2 separate regions of the Mus musculus genome follow, and region 1 is linked to region 2. The links are chromatin contacts, called in public capture Hi-C maps. All regions are on one chromosome and are shown on one strand. Each heading gives the region's core, a stretch centred on a gene start, on an enhancer-like site or on the middle of the called end of the contact. The rest is flanking DNA. Distances are from core to core; before and after follow the strand shown.

Evidence for each region. Capture Hi-C pulls out chosen DNA fragments and counts their contacts.
Region 1: a capture Hi-C map of bone marrow-derived macrophages shows a contact between it and region 2, with 9 times the contacts expected there. The contact joins two enhancer-like sites. A contact is called at or near these places in 1 of 484 Hi-C or Micro-C datasets (adipose-derived mesenchymal stem cells), 2 of 115 datasets of contacts at active chromatin or transcription factors (bone marrow-derived macrophages and microglia) and 1 of 9 other capture datasets (bone marrow-derived macrophages).

Annotation. Positions count from the first base shown.
Region 1 is chr2:46,244,536-46,247,235 of GRCm38.p6, forward strand. No RefSeq gene overlaps it. Among named protein-coding and RNA genes, the nearest start is that of Gm13470, 200 kb to the right of the region's middle. Within about 2 kb of position 1,351, at least 25 of the 459 cell types and tissues checked have an H3K27ac peak or open chromatin away from gene starts, as enhancers often do. A contact at or near this core is called in bone marrow-derived macrophages, where this site is marked.
Region 2 is chr2:45,048,303-45,051,002 of GRCm38.p6, forward strand. The region is part of intron 2 of Zeb2 (zinc finger E-box binding homeobox 2); the gene reads right to left. Among named protein-coding and RNA genes, the nearest start is that of Mir5129, 26 kb to the left of the region's middle. Within about 2 kb of position 1,254, at least 88 of the 459 cell types and tissues checked have an H3K27ac peak or open chromatin away from gene starts, as enhancers often do. A contact at or near this core is called in bone marrow-derived macrophages, where this site is marked.

The DNA.
Region 1 (2,700 bases), core at 101-2,600, 1.2 Mb after region 2:
ACAATCAAAAACAAAAACAAAAAATCCTTAAACCAAAGAAGACTGGGGTAGAAAGATGCACTCTGTGTTTTAGAAGAAAGACTTTATTTTCAGGTTCTGGTTGGACTCAACAATGAAATTGCCTGCAGGACCACCCAGTTAGTAGAGATAACTTATTTCTTAAAAAGAAAAAAAAATTAAGAAGAGCAGGCAGCTTTAATTATACTTATAATGGAAACAACAGGAAATTCTCTGAACAACACTATGATCCTCAAGTGTTTCAATTTTTTTTAAAGGATTTAGTCACTCTGCTCCTGAGTGTTTTCTCTGCACAAACAATGTCTTTCTCTGAAATGATTGCACAATTCTAAGTAAGTCACCACACCCTTCTGGTCTCCATATATTCTATATATGAAAGGGATGTGTCCGTGCCTTTTGCTCTTTGCTGATGCCTCCATCTGCACAGAGCTCGGGATAAAGTGCAACTTCCTAGTAATTCATGGCATCTGCTCACCCCAGCCCTGACAAGCTTGCATTTTCTTTTTCTTTTTTTAAAAATAATATAGCGCTCACTTTAAGCAAGCCTAAAACGCTACCTTATAACAGCAATAATTACTATGAATAGGGAGCAAAAATATGTTTGTGGACTCATTAGCATCAGGCAAGAATCATTTCTCCTTCTATCACATGGGTCCTGAGACGTCAAGTGTCAAGCCAGGCAGCAAGCACCTCAACTGTTCAGCTGCCTCCAGGCTTGCAAGTATTTCTTAAATCACAAGCATTTCAACTTTGTCCATATAGGTAATGGTACCTTAAGTCCGTTAGAATAGTTTGCTTTTTTTGGCATCATTAACAGTTTACAAAAATAAATGAAGGTTTCTCTAGTAGATGATTTTTATAAAAGGAACAAGCAAACTAAAAGATTTTCAATTACTTGTTCTGAATCAAACAGCTACTGCCTGGAGGGTTTAAACTTGAATCAGAAAGAGTATAGAGGGCACCTGGTGCAGTAAGTATACATGATTATAGTCAATGGAGTAATAGAGTGGCCACTGCAATCAGAAGGACTTCATAGACCATCAGAAACCTTGGTTCATGTTTATGGTCAGATATTGGTGGAAGAAAAGGCTGAGGGAACTTCAGGAGATATCCACTCAAGAAGAATCATGATAAAAAGTTTATGTAAACATTCACACATAATTTCAATGATTCCAATAGTTGTTTCTAGTGTAGATCTTATTTTCTTGTGCAGTTTGTCTATGTATTTTTCTTGATCAGTTTGCATTCTGGCTTCCTTTCAATATTCTCCCTTCAGCAGGCAGAAGAGGGAGGACCTCCCACTTCTCTGGTTGACAGACCTTTAGCTCGTCTGTTAGAACAGTCTGTTTGTTCCCCAAATGTCTAGTCACCCAAGAAAAATGCCCTTCTGCTACTTCCTTTTTTACTTGCGAAATTAGGAAGATAGCTTTAAAACATGTATTTTATTTTTTCTCAAACAAATTTATGACTAACAAGGCAAATGTTCAAAGGTACGGAGAGAAAATACCCAATGTTGTAACTCAAGTACATTTGAGGAGGACACAGAGATTTTAGAGGTTTCTAAAATCTGGAAAAAAAATGCCTGCCCTCTGTGTCCTTTCTCTCATATCATGTACTTTTTAAAAATTGGCTTTATATTTCATTTCTTTGTTTGTTTCAACTTAAACACATGTAGTCAGAAAGGTTGAAGATAAACGAGACTGTTACTCATTTCAGAATTCAATCACCAAACTTGCATGATTGTAAAACTGATTATAAAAAAATTATAAAGCAGATCCTGTTTTATTGCAAGGATGTCAATTGTGTTGCCCAATCTTAACACTCATCAAACACAATTTATATAACTAAATGTTTAAAATGAGAATTATTTGCTCTGTTTTAGAAAATCTACTACCACACATTCATCTATCTTAGTGATCTAGTAATTCATTCCCACAGGTATTACTAGAGCTGAAAAATATGGTAAATATTTTGTAGTTTCGATATAACTTAGTGGCCAAACAACAACAAGCTAAGGACTATATATCACTAAAAGAAATCATATTGTACTTTGAAAATGTATTTTGAAACTTTACAGTAAAAAACAATGTCCTTAATTGCCATTATGTCATTTTCTTTCTACTGTTCACACTCTGTCTTCTCTATGCCCAAATCTAGTTCCCATTTTCCAAATTATGTTTCTTTGAAAATAGTGGCTATCTTTGCTTTAGCTCTATCATGGAAACTAGGAAGAGGTATTGAGAAAACCTGGTGAGATAGAGCCAAATGAGCTTTCTTAAGTCATTTACAGTCCTGAGAATTAATTGGAGTTTAAATGGTTAGTGGAGCACAATACTTTTCCTTATTTTGATACATCCTATTCAATCTGGTAGGACTACAAAGATAAGCCACAGTGAGAGTTGAAGGCATCCTGGATATTTCCAAATGAAAATCATAAAGAATGCATGTCATACCAATTTGTGGATCCATGCCTATGATTCCTCATCCAATCATTAAAATATTTTAATATAACATGAAAACAGTTTTGCACTGAACACTTTTAGGTCAATAGCCTTTTTCCAGTTGGTTTCCATAACTGAATTTAAACTTGAGAAAGTTGTCAAAGAGGTCTTTGCTTAAAGAAGTATTTGGGAATATGAACAATATTTCTGATTCCCTGATCACCACATAAATTCCGTGGGA
Region 2 (2,700 bases), core at 4-2,503:
ATTTCAACAGACACACAGACAGACACACACAGACAGACAGACAGACTATCCTCTGTATATCACTTCTGTAGTAGCAATAAGTATCAAGTGACTATAGCCAAGGAAGCCATTATTATTACTTAAGGGATATTTCAAGGGAACTTATTCACTTCCAATAAGTTACTATCTTCAGCTACATTTACAGAACCTTTAAAAGAAATCAAGTCATGCAAAAACAAACACAAGTAAAACCAAGGGAATGTCTTTTGCAAGCAACACTTAACAAAACCATGACCACATTGCTGTGAGCATACATATTACAACTCTTTTATGTAACCCAAAGTTCAAGACACTAGACAGTGCAGAGGCTGCCTCAAAAACTTCGGGATTATTCCAAGGCTGTTCTGTTTTAAAGCATTTTCTTTTCCACAGTTGGAACTGGCCGAGGATGGGGTTTGAGCCCTGACTCGTAGTTTCTTTTGCCTTTGTCAAACTGTGTCACAACCGTAAAGTTATTTTAGCAGAGTGCATTTGCCTAGGTATTTCGCCTGTAGTAGTATAAGAGAAAAGGAAACAACAGTTTAATCTGTAAGTGAAGTAATGTGCGGGTGAAGGACGGCTCCAGCCCTGGCCAGTACTGGTCTTAGTCAGAAATCAGTATGTGGGATTTTTGAGCTTAAAAAAAAATCATAAATCCCTTCTTTCATTTCAATTTTCCTCAAGCAACTGCAGTGGGAATTAGGCAGGTTTGAAAGATCTAATTTCTTTCTAGGATCAGGCCTGATTGCTTCTATCATGGTTAATACTGACTTAAATGGGGAATTTGTGCAAATTCTTCAATATGGGTCGTTTTTGATATTTAAAAAAAAAATCCTTGGCGTATATATTCAGAATTGATCAGCTAATAGATTTCGTTGGGTTACACAGCAGATTTCCCTGAGGTAACTCTGGCACTGCCTTCCTAGATCAAAAGCAACCCCTTTGGCCTTCAATCTGGCTCTCACCTGTCATCCATACAGTGGCCAGGGGTTAAGCTCCAGCATTGTACCAGTATGCAAACTAGCAGATTTCTCAATCCCGTGGGTGTCAACCAGACAGAGGCACAGGGTGCCAAGCTCTCCTTATTAACTGCTCTCTCATCTTGGGCCAGCCCAGGGATCTGAGAACTTGCTGTAGTTAGAAAGAAGTCACCTGACTGTGAAGTTCCCTCCTGTCTATTTTCAATCACTATGGTCACAGTCACCATGAGTCAGGGTTCCTCATAGCAGCCCTGGCCAGTACAGCTTCCCCATAGAAGAAGTGCAGGGACCTCTCTCAGGGAAATCACGTGGAGGATACACACTATCATTCCCTGAAGATTGTCTCATTTTTGGAATCTCATGTGTGTCTTAAAAAAAAAAAAAGAACTCATTTTCTGTGTTTGAGCCCATTATGAATGTATACTAAGAACTGTATGTGTGCATTAATCTCCTGAGACTGAGAACAGATCACATTTCTTTTTCTCTCTGTCTCCAGAACAATCCTTACAAAAGGCACAAACTATTGTAAATAAGTAAACAAAGATGAAAAAATAAATGTAACTACCTTTCCGTCAAATTAGCTGATGTTGTAACCTGGACATAATCCCTGATTCCGTTCCCTCTTCTGCTTCTGAGGCATAAATTCAAGTCAAAACAGGATGTCTAACTTCTTCGTAGAGGACTGTGGTGTAGGAATGCCATCTTCTTACTCATTTGATTTTACAGAAACAGCTTTTCAGGAAGGGAAGAGGAAAGGAGGAGAGAAGGAAGGCCAAGTCAAACTGACCCCACTGCAGTCGAAAGAGAAGGAAGTTGGGCTTAAGGACTGGCATATGGGCAGCAACTTGCTCAAGGGCTCAACGTGTGTCAGTGGGACAAGTTGTATGGTTGCTTCAGGACCTGTGTTTATCTAGCTTGAAGAATTTAAAACCTTTAATGTCTTGGTGGTCTGTCGTTGTCTGTTTGGGTTGAAGTGATGGCTCAGCAGTTAAGACCACTTGTGGCTATGGCAGAGGACTTGGGTTTGGTTTCCAGCATCTACTTGGTGGCTGACAACCATTGTTCCAGGGGCTCTGATGCCCTCTTCTGAACTCTACCATGTAGTCCACATACATACATGGAAGTAAAACATTCATACACTCATACACATACAATAAGAACAAATAAATCTGAAAAAAAATGTTTTAAAACTCAAAGTTATGTGACTACCTTCCACCATATTCAGTCTCATCTCTCAATTTATCTGAACATAGAATCCAAATGGATTCTACAGAGGTATAGACATCAGGATGCTAAGCAACTTACCTAAGTTTTCCTTTTGCTTATTTTTTCCTGTTTCAGTTAATAGTTCCTTCAGGATTTAGATATTTATTTTTAAATTCCCCTCTCCCCCCCCCTTTTTTTTTGGTTGAGGATATTGCTCAACAGAGCTGGACAAGGCCTGGCCTTGCCTCCAGCATGAAGAAAACCATGTTTCCTTGTTTGGGATAATGCCGTTGAAGTACTAATAGATTAGCTTGGAGATTAAGCGTACAACATGACATACTATGGAGACTCGGTGCTATGCTATGTACAAACTTGAAGCTGATTCCATATTTTCCATATTTATGATTTATTTATTTTTTACCAGCAAAATTGTCTTATTTTGTATATTTATAATGGAAACATATACTCTAGATAGGAAGAAAACAAAATGTTTTCC